Linked DNA regions of Macaca mulatta: region 2 is linked to region 1. The links are chromatin contacts, called in public Hi-C maps. All regions are on one chromosome and are shown on one strand. The core of a region is the stretch at or near the end of the contact, and the rest is flanking DNA. Distances in the headings are between cores, read along the strand shown. Region 1 holds the start of SELENOT (selenoprotein T). Region 2 holds the start of ERICH6 (glutamate rich 6).

Region 1 (7,029 bases), core at 2,824-5,323:
CACTTAACACAAATTGAATTTTATGTGTGTGGTCAGTACATGGATTAATGGCTGCATCTGCTCTTGCTGTGAAGTCCATGAGAGTACTGAATTGAATTCTCTGCAGGAAGCAAAGTGCCTGCACAGAGTAAGTGCTCCAATATCTGTTGAATATGCAAATATCAAGTCTACAGTAAAGTAACCAACATGATCTCTGTAACTCACAATTTCTCCAATTCAGCATTTTACTACTAATCTTGATGTATATCAATATCCAAATCAGCCTTTGGTCTTTATTTTCTTGCTGTCATACTATGAAAGCCAAGGCTGAGTAGTTGTAAATTTAAATAAAAATCTGTTTTTGTAACCGTTTTTCATTTACTTCTTAAAACTATATTTAGAAGTTGGCTGTCCTAAAATTACAGCAGTAGATTCTCAAATTAACAAAACTTTGAAAATCCTGCCATATTCTACTTATGTTTTGAAATCTCAATTTCATTTAATCTACTATTCTCAGCAAATCAATTGTCAAATGTTCAAGTAAATATTAACTGTAATGGGTTGTAGCCAATAATCTCTTTAAACTGCAACTAATTCAATGATATAGATTTGATTACATGTTAAATCACAGCTACTTGTGAGGCTGAGGCAGGAGAATCGCTTGAGCCGGGGAGGCAGAGGTTGCAGTGAGCTGAAATCCAACCACTGCACTCCAGCCTGGGCGATAGAGCAACACTCTGTCTCAAAAACAACGGAATTTTAAGCTCTGATTAGAGAACTTCCTTTTTCTATGTTAAATGTTAAACGTCCAAATAAGTGGAATAAATTTTTTCCAAGTATGAAGCCAATATAATCAAAAGTTTATCTAATTATATTGCTCAATCGATATAATAAACCAAAGACTCAGATACACAAGTAATACTATGCCAGTCTGATAGGTTCTTGAGATGGTCACATCTTTAGCATATTTAGTTCCTGGCATACATCAGGTATTACACACAGCCTGGGCAACATGGCAAGACCAGGTCTCTACAAAAAACACGAAAATTCCGGGCGTGGTGGTGCGCATCTGCAGTCCCAGCTACTTGGGAGGCTGTGGTGGGAGGATCATCAGAGCTCAGGAAGTCAAGGCTCTGTGATCATGCCACTGCAGTCCAGCCTGGGTGACACAGAGAGACTCTGTCTCAGAAAAAAAAAAAAAAAAAAAAGGAAGAAAGAAAGGAAAAAAAAAACGAGAATAGGTAAGTTACTCTACAAGGTTGATCTCTCAGCACTGTGTTGCTATTTTGTTGACTAACAATTGCAAAAGTGGTACAATTACCAGGTGAGATATTGAGGTATAGTTATTTTTGATAAAGTACTCATGATCAATATGAGGGGAAACAGTCAGTTGAAATGAAGGTAAAATAGTTCTCTTTTGACTGTTAGCAGTGGTAATTAATGAAAAACTGCATTTTATAATGCTGACTTCAAATAGAATTTTAAAATTCTCACGTTTATCCTCAAATGTATTAGCTTCCTGTCCTTTCTCAAACAAACTTGCAAATTAATGTCAAAAGATTCTAGCAAAACCAGAAATCCAATATTCACTTTACCACAAACAGATTAATCTATGGGGGAAAAAGCAACAAACAACAAGCTAAGGTGATATGTATTTGGTGGGTCATATTAATAAAGTTATTTCCCATCTACAGATTTTAAAAAATGATCTCTGGTGGATAGTGTCAGAAAAATAAAAATAAAAATAATTTTTAAAATGGAAGTATTTTTGTTATATAACATGCTCAGGGTGACTGTAAAAGAAAATTATTAGGCTTTTGGGACAGGTCTGTACTTAAAAACAAAGAAAAACAAAGTATCAAAAGTTCAAGTGAAGTACTTACTACTTTTTTTTTTTTAAGTTTATTTGAAGGACTGAATGCCCTTCCCTACGTTTGTTTACACATTTTGAAAACCTTGCTATGAATAGCGTTGGTGGAAGATACACCTGGTAAATCATTGTGACAAGTGTTCCAAAACAAGCAAATGTAAAAGTGATATTTTGGAAAAGCAAAAATGCAACCAAGAGATAAAGTAGGATACAGAAAAATTATATTAATTTGAAAACTGCAGTTTTTAAACTACTTAAATCTGTAAGTATCACAACACTTAACAATCTTTAGGTTGGTAAAATGATTACTACCTTCTAATTTAAAAATTAAGGAAAAAAGTTAATGGTTAAACCATCCTCCCATTTGCAGTATTACATGAAAGATGATATATTTCAGGCACATAGTACACCGTACAGGGAGGTTTTTTGCTTCTTTTTTTGAGACGGAGTTTCGCTATTGTTGCCCAGGCTGGAGTGCAATGGCGCGATCTCGGCTCACTGCAACCTCCGCTTCCCGGGTTCTAGCGATTCTCCTGCCTCAGCCTCCCAAGTGGCTGGAATTACAGGCATGCGCCACCACGCCAGGCTAATTTTTATATTTTTAGTAGAGACGCGGTTTCTCCATGTTGGTCAGGCTGGTCTCGAACTCCCGTGGTCTCGAACTCCCGACCTCAGGTGATCCGCCAGCTTCGGCCTCCCCAAGTGCTGGGATTACAGGCATGAGCCAGCGCGCCAGGCCTTGTTTGTTTTTACTCAGAAGAAATTGCAATGTTTTTAGTTTTTACTCCAAAAATAAAGTCTCACCATCTTATTTTCTAACTCAAACATCACCTTAAACTGATTTTTAAAAATTATTTTAAAGATTTGCTTGGTGTTCAGTGAGTAAGCAAAAAGCTAGTTGGAGAAGTAGAAAATCTAAACTTTAATATACTAATACATGAAGTTCTTAAAAGAAGGGTTTAAGTGAATGATGGCCAACACCAGCATTCCGATGTATCAGGACTCTGATGATTTACTAATCTGGCTATCCTGGGATGGTCAGTTTATCCTGAGAAAATGTCATCTTTGGGGGTTTAAGATTCTCATTTCTATAATTTTACAATTTTGGTGTTTTTTCCCCCAATCTTTGGAGCTTTTCAATCCCCACCCGCAACCTCCCTTACCGTATAAAAGGCATCATTGCCCTGTTCCTAACGATTAGGTTAAAAACAAAATAATTTAAAGAACACTGTCGAAAACTGCCGAGATCTTTTCTGTGAATACACAAGACAACTGAAAGGTAGAACGAGATGCCAGAGCAGGCAACTCCTGGGAGGCAGGTGAGGGGTGAATGCGAGCGAACTGTCAAAGTTTAGAAGAACAACGTGCTCCTTTTCTGACACTTTGGAAATGGCAAACAGAACCAGCATCCCCAGACCTCCCCTTCACGCCCTCCAGCTGTCAGACGCCCCATTCGCAAACTCAACAGTCCCCCCAGCAAGTCCTGGAGAAAAACGGCGTCTGTCACTCCCGGATCCTCTCCAACGACCCGAATTAACCTTCACCTAGCCAGGGAGCGAGGCCGCCCAACATAACCCCGGAAAAGAAGGCAGGAAAAGTGAACTGACAAATGCTTGGCGCTCCTCCGCTGACGCGGCGCCTACTCATCCCCATCTCCGCAGGCAGTCGGGGTGGCTATGGCGTGACGCCGCCGACAGGTCCTCCGTACTAACAGGTGTCCCCCCGTCTTCGCCTTTCAGCGTTTAACCTTCTCGCGCCCTCTTTCCCCACTCCCACTGTTCTAGGAGGCAAAAATCAAGTGAGCAGTTGTACCTGGAAAAGGAGGGCGGCCTGACCGCTCTAAAAGGGCCCGCGAGAAGGTTGTCTGTGGAAGGGCTCCCGCACCGTTCTGCGAGGCCAGCGAAGATGCAGCCAGCTAGGCCGCGAAGCCGGGGCCTCGCGTACCCAGCGGCGCCGAGCACAGGCGCGGCGGGGTGGCCGGGGCCCACTGCACATACTCACCAAATCTGGAACTTGAGCAGCGGCCCCGTGGCGTACTGCATCTTTAATCTCTTGCTGGGCACGCCGCCCAGATTGGCCGAGGCCTCGCTCCGGACCATCGCCGACGCCGCCACTAGGAGAAGCAGCAGAAGCCTCATCTTAATTGAGCCAGCCGCTTCGGCCGCCCTCAGACTAAGACTGCAGCCAGCCCAAAGCCCAGGCGCGAGCTGCTCCCCACTGCGCAGGCGCGATCAGCCAAGGTCGGGGGAGGGGAGCAGTAATGCGCCTGCGCGGCCCGGCGCCTGCGCGCACTACTGGAGTGAAGAGCCGACCTGTTTTACTGTCCTGACTCACCACCATCTTGGTAGTGTGCAAGACTCTGGGACGGCATAAGAAAGGAAGAGAGGGAGCAAAGGAGCTGGTGGGGTGTCACAGGGCCCATGTATGAGGCAGATTTGAGTTCTATATCCAGTTTTGCAATTTATCCATTTATCTGCCTGAGACACTTGGAAACACCTACTTGACAGCCCTGATTCAAGTGTTGGCGGATAGGAGGGAGGAGACTCCTGACCCTCAGAATGGTAATGCTGAAATTTTTGGGGTGCCCTGTTTATGGCCTTTTCTTTGATCTTACAATATTGCTTTCTCCTAAAAGAATATTAAACATAAGTTTTAAGAAACCTTTGAACAATTCCAAACGTATATTATACAAAAATAGAGTAACTACCTTAGCAAGCTTTAACAGTTACTAACATTTTGACGTTCTTGATTTGTCTATATCTCTAAACACTTCTTCCCTTCCTGGGCATATTTGGAAGCAAATCTCAGACGTCATATCATTTCATCTCTATATATTTAAACACGGTCTCACTGTCACCCAGGCTGAAGTGCAGTAGCATGATGATAGCTCACTGCAGCCTCACACCCCTGGGCTCAAGCAATCCTGCCTCAGCTTCCCAAGTGGTTAGGAACACAGGCACAGGCAACTATGCCTGGCTTACAATTATTTAAGCACATATCTCTAAAAAAGAACTATTGTTTGAAAAAAAAAATGACCACAGTATCATTATCTCACCTTTAAAAAATAGTAATTGCTTAGTATTAAATAGTGTTCAAATGTCTCAATAACTACTTATTTTCCTACTGTTCATTTGTTAAAATAAGAATCAAAATTAAATTTATACATTGTCATTGGTTGATGTGTCTTTTAGAACAAGTCAAAAACTTTTAAGACCAGGAACACACCAGTAATTGAACAATTTTGTTTATTATTAATTGCAGCAAGAGGGATGCTATGGTTTGAATATATCCCCCGAAAAGCATGTGTTGGAAATTTAATGCCCAATGTAACAGTGTTGGGAGATGGGGCCTATGGGAGGGGTCCACCCTCATGAATGGATTAATGCCAATTATGAAAGGACTTGAATGGATTAATGCCAATTATGAAAGGGCTTAAGGTTTCGATTTCTGTCTATTGCTCTTTCACTTTTGCACTCTCCTGCACATTTACCTTCCTCCATTGGACGACAGAACACAAAGTCCCCATAAGATGTGGAGCCCTTGATCTTGGAATTTTCAGCCTCTAGAACTGTAAGAAATAAATCTGTATCTTTATTAATTACCCAATCTCAGTTATTCTGTTATAGCAGCCCAGATGGACTAAGACAGGGGAACGCACACCACGGGAAACCATGAGAAGACTCAATAAGGAGGTGTTAGGATCTGAGGCTTGATTGGATGATTTGGAAAATGGAGCTGGGGTGCTGAGTGGTTCTTTTATCAGAGGTGTTCAATCCAGAGTGACTTCATCTTGAGTAGGGACTAAGTAAAATGAGGTGGATACCTGCTGGGCTGCATTCCCAGGAGGTTAGGCATTCTTACTCACAGGATGAGATAGGAGGTCAGCACAAGATTCAGGTCACAAAGACCCAGCTGATAAAACAAGATACAGTAAAGAAGCCAAAACCAAGATAGCGACAAAAGTGACCTCTGGTCGTCCTCACTGCTCATTCATTATATGCTAATTATAATATATTTGCATGCTATCTCCTTTACTGCTTATTATATGCTAATTTAACACACTAGCATGCTAAAGGACACCCCCACCAGCACGGTGAAAGTTTACAAATGCCATGGCAACGTCTGGAAACTACCCTATATGGTTGAAAAGGAAGAGGAACTCTTTATTCTGGGAAATTCTTGCCCTTCTCCCCAGAAAACTCTTGAATAATTCACCCCTTGTTTAGCATATAATCAAGAAATAACCATAAAAATAGCCAATCAGCAGCCCTCAGGGCTGCTCTGTATATGCAGTAGCCTAACTTGTATTCCTTTACTTTCTTAATAAACTTGCTTTCACTTTACTCCATAGACTTGCCTCCAATCCTTTCTTGAGTGAGATCCAAAAACTGTCTCTTGGGGTCTGGATCAGAACCCCTTTCCAGTAAAATTAGATTTTTTTTTTTTTTTTTTTTTAAGACATAGTCTCACTCTGTCTGCCTAGGAAACCAGCCTGGGCAACATGATGAAACCCTGCCTCTACAAAAAATTTAAAAATTAGCTGGGCATGGTGGCACACACCTGTATTCCCAGTTAGGAGACTGAGGTGGGAGGATCACCTGAGCCAGGAAGGTCGAGGCTGCAGTGAACCCTGATGGCTCCACTGCACTTCAGCCTGAGTGACAGAGTGAGACCTCGTCTCAAAAAAAATAAGATAATGGGTGGTACAGCTAGCCATAAAATGTATTTTAAAAATTGCCCCCAGGCATCAGGGGTGGTGTGACTGAAGTTCCATACTCCTGTTTCCCTGGACCTGATAAATTTTGCATACCTTGCCAGGCACAGTGGCTCACGCCTGTAATCCCAGCACTTTGGGAGGCCGAGGCAGGCAGATCACAAGGTCAGGAGATCGAGACCATCCTGGCTAACACGGTGAAACCCCATCTCTACTAAAAATACAAAAAATTAGCCAGGCGTGGTGGCGGGCACCTATAGTCCCAGCTGCTCAGGAGGCTGAGGCAGGAGAATGGTGTGAACCCAGGAGGCAAAGCTTGCAGTGAGCCGAGATTGTGCCATGGCACGCCAACCTGGGTGACAGAGCGAGACTCTGTCTCTAAAAAAAAAAAAATTTGCATACCTTATATAGCTCAGGCTACTCAGGTATTTTCCTTTCCTCGGGTTGAATTGTTAAAGCAGCAGCA
Region 2 (7,029 bases), core at 3,010-5,509, 110 kb before region 1:
CCATAAAAAATAATTAAATCCTGTCATACACAACAACATGGATGAATCTGGAGGACATTATGTGAAGTGAAATAAGCCAGGCATAGAAAGACAAACACCTCATGATCTTGATCATACGTGGAATCCAAAGAAGTTGATCTCACAGAAGTACTTAGTAGGACAGTGGCTACCAGATGCTGGGGAGGGTAGGACAGAGAGAAAATAAAGAGAGGTTGGTCAACAAGTACAAAGTTATAGTTAGATAGGAGGAATAAGGTCTGGAGTTCTACTGCACAGTAGAGTGACTATGGTTAACAATATTACATATTTTAAAATAGCTAGAAGAGAGAATATTGAATGTTCTCATCACAAAGAAATGATTATATAGTTTGGCTGTGTCCCCACCCAAATGTCATCTTGAATTGTAGTTCCCATAATCCCCATGCGTCGTGGGAGGAACCTTGTGGGAGGTAATTGAATCATGGGGGCAATTACCACCATGCTGCTGTTCTTATGATAGTGAGTGAGTTCTCACGAGATCTGATGGTTTTATAAGGGGCTTTCCCCACTTTTGCACAGCACTTCTCCTTCTTGCCATCATGTGAAGAAGGATGTGTTTGCTTTCCCTTCTGCCATAATTGTAAGTTTCCTGAGGCCTCTCCAGCCATGCTGAACTGTGAGTAAATTAAACCTTTTTCCTTTATAAGTTACCCAGCCTCAAGTATGTCTTTATTAGCAGAGTGTGAAGGAACTAATACAAATAATAAATATAAGAGGTGATGGATATGCTAAATATTCTGATTTGATTTTCACACAATGTACCACGTATTGAAACATCACACTGTATCCCATGAGTATGTACAATTATGATGTGCCAATTAAAAACAAAATCAAAGAAAGGCAAACAAAATATCAAATGATGATAATATACAATATTATATATATATAATACAATTACATAATATTATATACTTGAGATAGGAAATTTTTTAAAAATCCATTACCTCTTGATATAGTTTGGCTCTGTATCCCAACCAAAATCTCATTTTGAATTGTAATCCCCACATGTTGAGGGCAGGACCTGGTGGGAAGTGATCAGATCATAGGAGTGGTTTCCCTCATGTGGTCTCGTGATAGTGAAGGAGTTCTCCATGAGATCTGATGGTTTAAAAGTGGCAGTTTCTGGCCAGGCACAGTGGCTCACACCTGTAATCCCAGCACTTGGAGAGGCCAAGGCGGGTGGATTACCTGAGAGCAGGAGATCCAGACCATCCTGACTAACATGGTGAAACCCCGTCTCTACTAAATAGACAAAAAATTAGCCGGGCGTGGTGGCGGGCTCCTGTAGTCCCAGCTACTCGGGAGGCTGAGGCAGGAGAATGACCTGAACCCAGAAGGCCAAGCTGGCAGTGAGCCAAGATTGTGCCACTGCACTCCAGCCTGGGCAACAGAGCGAGACTCTGTCTCAAAAAAAAAAAAAAAAAAAAAAAAAGTGGCAGTTTCCCCTACACTCTCTCTCTCTCTCTCTCCTGCCACCAAGTAAGACGTGCCTTGCTTCCCCTTCACCTTCCGCCATGATTGTAAGTTTCCTGAGGCCTCCACAGTTATGGGGCACTGTGAGTCAATTAAACCTGTTTATGTTATAAATTATTCAGCCTCAGGCAATTCCTCATAGCAGTGTGAAACCGAACTAATATACCTCTGAAGCATTCACTACATTAGAAGCTAACATTTTCTAAACGGAGATATGTGGTCCTAAAAAAATAAAATAAAATACAAAATCAATCCTCAAAAAGAAAATAGGCCAGACAGCTGTAATCCCAGCACTTTGGGAGGCCGAGGTGGGAGGATTGCTTGAGCCCAGGAGTTCAAGACCAGCCTAGGCAACACATTGAGATGCCATCTTAGGAAAAAAAAAAAAAATGAAGAAAATAAAGAATAATTAAATTTTATCTCAAAATAGCGCCATGAATTAAGTGGAAAGGTACTGATATTTCCATTCTACACACTAAGAAACTGAGGCTCAATAACCCCAAAGTCACAGTTAGTCAGGGCAGGTGCCTGGTTCTCAAATCTCAAATTCATGAGTCAAGCTAGACACCAGGAACGGGGAAGGGGAAAATGTAAACTGACCCAGCATCATATTATCTCTGAACAGCCAAAACAAGAGAGTGGCATCAACTCGTGGGAAAATAAGACACTGTTCTTTGCATAGTAAGTAGATCCAAGGGAACGAGATTCCATAAAATGTTCAAAAAAGGCCTTAAATAGAGGGTCTAAACAAGGAGTACTTAAATCAATTCACCACACAATTGAGAAAATGTCAGGGCAGTCACAGAACTGAGCTAGAGCAGGCACTTCAGAGTAAGCACAAGCACTGTCACCCTTGCTCTCTGCCAGCCCCATGTCACATCCCCACATCCTGACTTCCAGTCTGCTCTCTGAGGACCCTGGTTGAATTTCATAGCTTCTGAGATAGCTTCCAGCATCAAACTGCTACTATTGCCCAGAAAAGAATTGTGCTTTTTCTTATTTTCTTTTTTAAATTCCACTTATCTTATTTGTACCTCAATATCTGTATACATAATTCCCTGTTCTGGCCCTCCTTTCCTGCCCTGAGCCTGCTGGAAAGCTTTTCACTTTCCTCTCTGGTCACCACATTTTGCCCTTCCTTTTAAAGCAACTCAAATGTACCCTCTCATCTGTGCTGCCTGCTCCTTTCGCCTGCAAGATCTCGTCTTTCAAAAATATTCCCTAGCCAGGCACAGTAGCTCAAGTCTGTAATCCTAAGAACTTTGGGAGACCGAGTTGGGAGGATCTCTTGAGCCCCGGACTTGAGACCAGGAATTTGAGACCAGCCTGGGCAACATAGCAGGACGCCATCTCTACAAAAAGTAGTCCCAGATACTCGGGAGGCTGAGGCTGGAGGATCAGCTTAAGACGGAAGGCAGAGGTTGCTGGGGAGCTGAGATAGCACCACTGCACTCCAGCCTGGGCGACAGGGTAAGACCCTGTCTCAAAATAAATATAATATAGGCCAGGTGCAGTGGCTCATGCCTGTAATCCCAGCACTTTGGGAGGGTGAGGCAGGCGGATTACCAGGTCAGGAGATCGAGATCATCCTGGCTAACACGGTGAAACCCCATCTCTACTGAAAATGCAAAAAATTAGTTGGGTGTGGTGGTATGTGTCTGTAGTCCCAGCTACTCGGGAGGCTGAGGCAGGAGAATTGCTTGAACCCGGGAGGCTGAGGTTGCAGTGAACTGCGATCGCGCCACTGCACTCCAGCCTGGGTGACAGAGCGAGACTCCGTCTCAAAATAAATATAATATAATATAATATAATATAATATAATATAATATAACATATAAAATTGGTCAGGCGTGGTGGCACACATTGTTGTCCTAGCCACTTGGGAGACCCAGGTGGAAGGATCACTGCAGCCCAAGAGTTCAGGGCTGCAGTGAGCCACGATGCCGCCACTGCACTCCAGCCTGGGTGACAGAGTGACACCCTGTCTCTCAAAAATAAAAAATATATATATATAAAAATATATATATATAACAAAAATTTAAGTAAATACAAAGTCCCAGAAGGACGCAGGTAGTATCTAGGTGGCCAGATGCTTCAGGATTTTCTGCTCCAGGATGGATAGATGGGCCAAGCAGGACCCAGATTACAGCAACGAGCAAAATTTATGGGAGGCTAAAAATCTCGCTAATCAAGATTAATTAATATTAATCTAACAATATTTAAGACAACTAACATTTAAGGCAATTTTAATACGCTTATTAATATTTAAGGTAATTTTAAAAATATCCGCAAAAGAGGGCCCAAGGACTGGCGCCTGATTTTGTAAATAAAGTTTCACTGGAAGCTCCAGCAAGCATCTGTCTACTCAATTACCAGACTCCAGCATTCGCAATATCAAATGGCACTGTGTGTGTCCATCGCTAGAAGCCACTTCCTCCACCCGTTTAAAAAAAAAAAAAAAAAAAAAAAAAAGCTCCAAATAAGCTGAGAGACGAAGAAAAGATCGTTTCTCTGCAGGCTGCCAGGGGTTTCAGAGACGCCGGACGCTGGAGAGCAGGGATAGAAAGAAGCTTGCGGTGACCCCTGCCGGCCGCCGGCACCCACATTCTACCCGGCTAATCGGGTCCTGCCGCTTTAAATCCGGGAGGCTCCGCGGCGCAGGGCAGGCAGTTGCCAGGGGAGACCAACGCACAACAAAGGCGCACGCCGGCCAGAGCCGACAGGGGCCGCGGCCACTGAGCTGGCTGTAATCCCGCCTCCCGCCAGCCATGGCCCATTTGCGCTTGCCTAGCAGCTTCGGACATCCGGGGAAGAAGAACCAGAAGGAGTCTGAGGAGTTAGAGGAGGAGGAGGAAGAGATGGAGGAGGAGGAGGAGGAAGAGGTGGAGGAGGAGGAAGAGGAGGTGGAGGAGGAGTTTGTGGGGGAAGAGCAGGAGTCGGAGGCCCCTGAGAAGTTCAGCGACGAGTACCTCTGGAAGGTCATGGACATCGGTGACTACGACTACGACTTCCCAGACGTGCGCCCCCGCTTAGCCAGCATCGTCAGCCCTAGCCTGAGCTCTACGAGCGTGCCCAGCCAGAGCGCGACCAGTACCGAAATACCGAGCGCCAGCCCACCCTCCAGTGCCTCCTCGCATAAAAGTACCGCCCCCGACCCACCCCTTCTTCGAGGGCTTTCTGGTCCCCAGGGGTCACCTGGTCCACCCACTCCCGTGCCTTCGTCGACCTGCGCGTCGTGCTTCATTTCTAAATGCATGCACCGTTCCACACACCTAATTTCTCTCACGTCCTTGTCAGAGGCACTGAACCCTTGGCTGAGCTGTTGTGATGATGCACGATTTAGGATATAGGCGAAACACTATAAAAGTTGAACTTGAGCATTGCTGTATGGAGTGCTTTTTTATTTTGAAACAAGAGTCTCGCTCTGTCGCCCACGCTGGAGTGCAGTGGCTGCAGCCTCGACCTCCTGGGCTCAAGCCTCCCATCGCAGCCTCCCGAGTAGCTGGAACTACAGGCACACGCCACCACGCCCAGCTAATTTGGCGTCTCACTATGTTGCCCAGGCTGATGGGAGTGCTCATTTTTATAACATTTTTGCGTGCATTCACACCGTTACATCTCTCTCTCTCTCTCTGTCTCTCTCTCTCTCTTCCCCCATCCCTTCTCCCTCCTCTCCCCCTCCCTCTTCCTTCCCTCCCTCTCCCCCTCTCTTTCTCTCTCTCTCTCTCTGTCTCTGTCTCACACACACACACACACACACACACACACACTCATATTATTTCCAGAGAAGTGCCTCAAGGGTGTTGTACTACTAAAACCGTCCTGCAAAAAAAAAAAAAAAAAAACAACTCTCTATTGTGTTTAGCATCCTGTACTGAAGCCACTCCAGTCACTTTCTTGAAAAAAGAAGCAGAGAAGTCTTTTAGAGTAGGTTTCTCAAGCTCTAGTATTGACATTTTGGTCTGGATAATTCTTTGTTGGGGAGGGTTGGGGACTGTCCTGTGAATTATAGGATGTTTAGCAGCATGCCTGTCCTCTACCCTTGTCTGTGCTAGGAGCACACACCCTTGCGATGATCAAAAATGTCTCCAGACCTTGCCATGTGTTCCTGGGAGGGGGCAGAATTGCCCTTTTGATTTAGAGGGAGTAGCTGATTTTTAAATGTTTCATTCAACAGGTTTCCCTAAAATATTTCAGACATTTAGGAAAGACATGTCCGAAATGAGTATAGATAGGTAAGAAAATGTTTTCAAATTTCACATTTTTTGAACCCAATAATGTTTACCTTTTGAATAAACATGTTAGGAAGTAGAGTAAAATAATCCAGGGCATTTATGACTTATTTATTTTTAAAAGTTTTTTTTAATATACACTGGTAGACACTTTGGAAGAGATAAAGGTTCCCACTTATCCCCAGCTTATTACCTAGCTCTAGAGATTACATGTCCACTTATCAGTGTAACATGAAAGAATAACTATATGTCATGTGTACAATTGTAAGTGCTTGAGAATTTAGAATATAGGCTTTAATTGGCTAAATGCAAGAGTGACCAGGGACACCTTTTGTGGAAGAGAGTGGAACTAATGGCCTTTCCTTTTTCCTTCCGTCTCTTCTTTTTCTTGTTATTGCTATTAGCCTTCAGGCACTTTAACTATAAGAAGAAGATACCAGAGAAATGCCTTCTGGAACATCTTTGTAAATACACCCTGAAATCTCACACCAAACCTGAGTCAGTGATCTTGAATTACTAGTTACCCTAACTTTGCTTTTGTAAGCAACTTTTAAATTCTTAAGTTTAAGGAGAATTGTTCTGTCTCACTTAGATGTTTTTAGTTATCCTTTTAATTAAATTTGTAGTAGAGATAAGGTACACACATGGTTAAAAAAAAATCAGACTATACAAAGGTGAAAAAGTGACAGTCTCCATGCCCTTCTTTCCTCCTACTCCCATTCACCTTCAGTTTTGTTTCCATTATTAATTTAAAATAACGTTTTCATTTCTTGGTTTATCAATTTCTTATGTATTGAATTCCCACCTCTCCACTTTGGTAGTTATATTATTTTTAGTTTTTCTAACATTTAGGACTTTGAGGTATTTAAACCTCTACTTCTTGATTTATCAGTTTTAGTATCTATTGACTATTATGAAAAATTAACATGTTAATGCACTTCCTCCTTCCATCTCTCTTCTCTCCTCTTTTTTCCCTATTAACAACAAACTATATGATGTGATTAAAATGCAATATATATGTACATAAAGTTATATTACTTTCCCAAGCTTTATTATGCTTATATTATGGGGCTTGTTAATTAAAGTGCTCTGGAGTTGTTTCTAAAAATTGAAAACCAATAAACAATACTCACACTTCCATGTTAACAAACCAGTAATATGATTGAATCTATGGACAAGAAAATATAATCTTATGTCTGTAAAACTTGTCTCTTAAAAAGTAAACTTTTTGCCGGACGCAGTGGCTCACTCCTGTAATCCCAGCACTTTGGGAGGCTGAGGAGGG

Evidence for each region. A called contact is a pair of places that touch in the nucleus more often than the background predicts.
Region 2: a Hi-C map of cortical neurons shows a contact between it and region 1, with 4 times the contacts expected there. The contact joins the promoter of ERICH6 here to the promoter of SELENOT in region 1. A contact is called at or near these places in 2 of 14 Hi-C or Micro-C datasets (cortical neurons and fibroblasts).

The regions. Positions count from the first base shown.
Region 1 is chr2:53,624,295-53,631,323 of T2T-MMU8v2.0, reverse strand. It overlaps SELENOT (selenoprotein T), which reads right to left and starts at 4,073. Exons shown (of 6, transcript NM_001159414.2): 1 at 3,851-4,073. The coding sequence starts at 3,987.
Region 2 is chr2:53,735,163-53,742,191 of T2T-MMU8v2.0, reverse strand. It overlaps ERICH6 (glutamate rich 6), which reads left to right and starts at 4,259. Exons shown (of 14, transcript XM_077991575.1): 1 at 4,259-4,394; 2 at 5,690-5,747. The coding sequence starts at 5,725. LOC106997043 (a long non-coding RNA gene) reads right to left here and starts at 4,172. Exons shown (of 4, transcript XR_001443150.3): 1 at 4,117-4,172; 2 at 984-1,227; 3 at 99-176.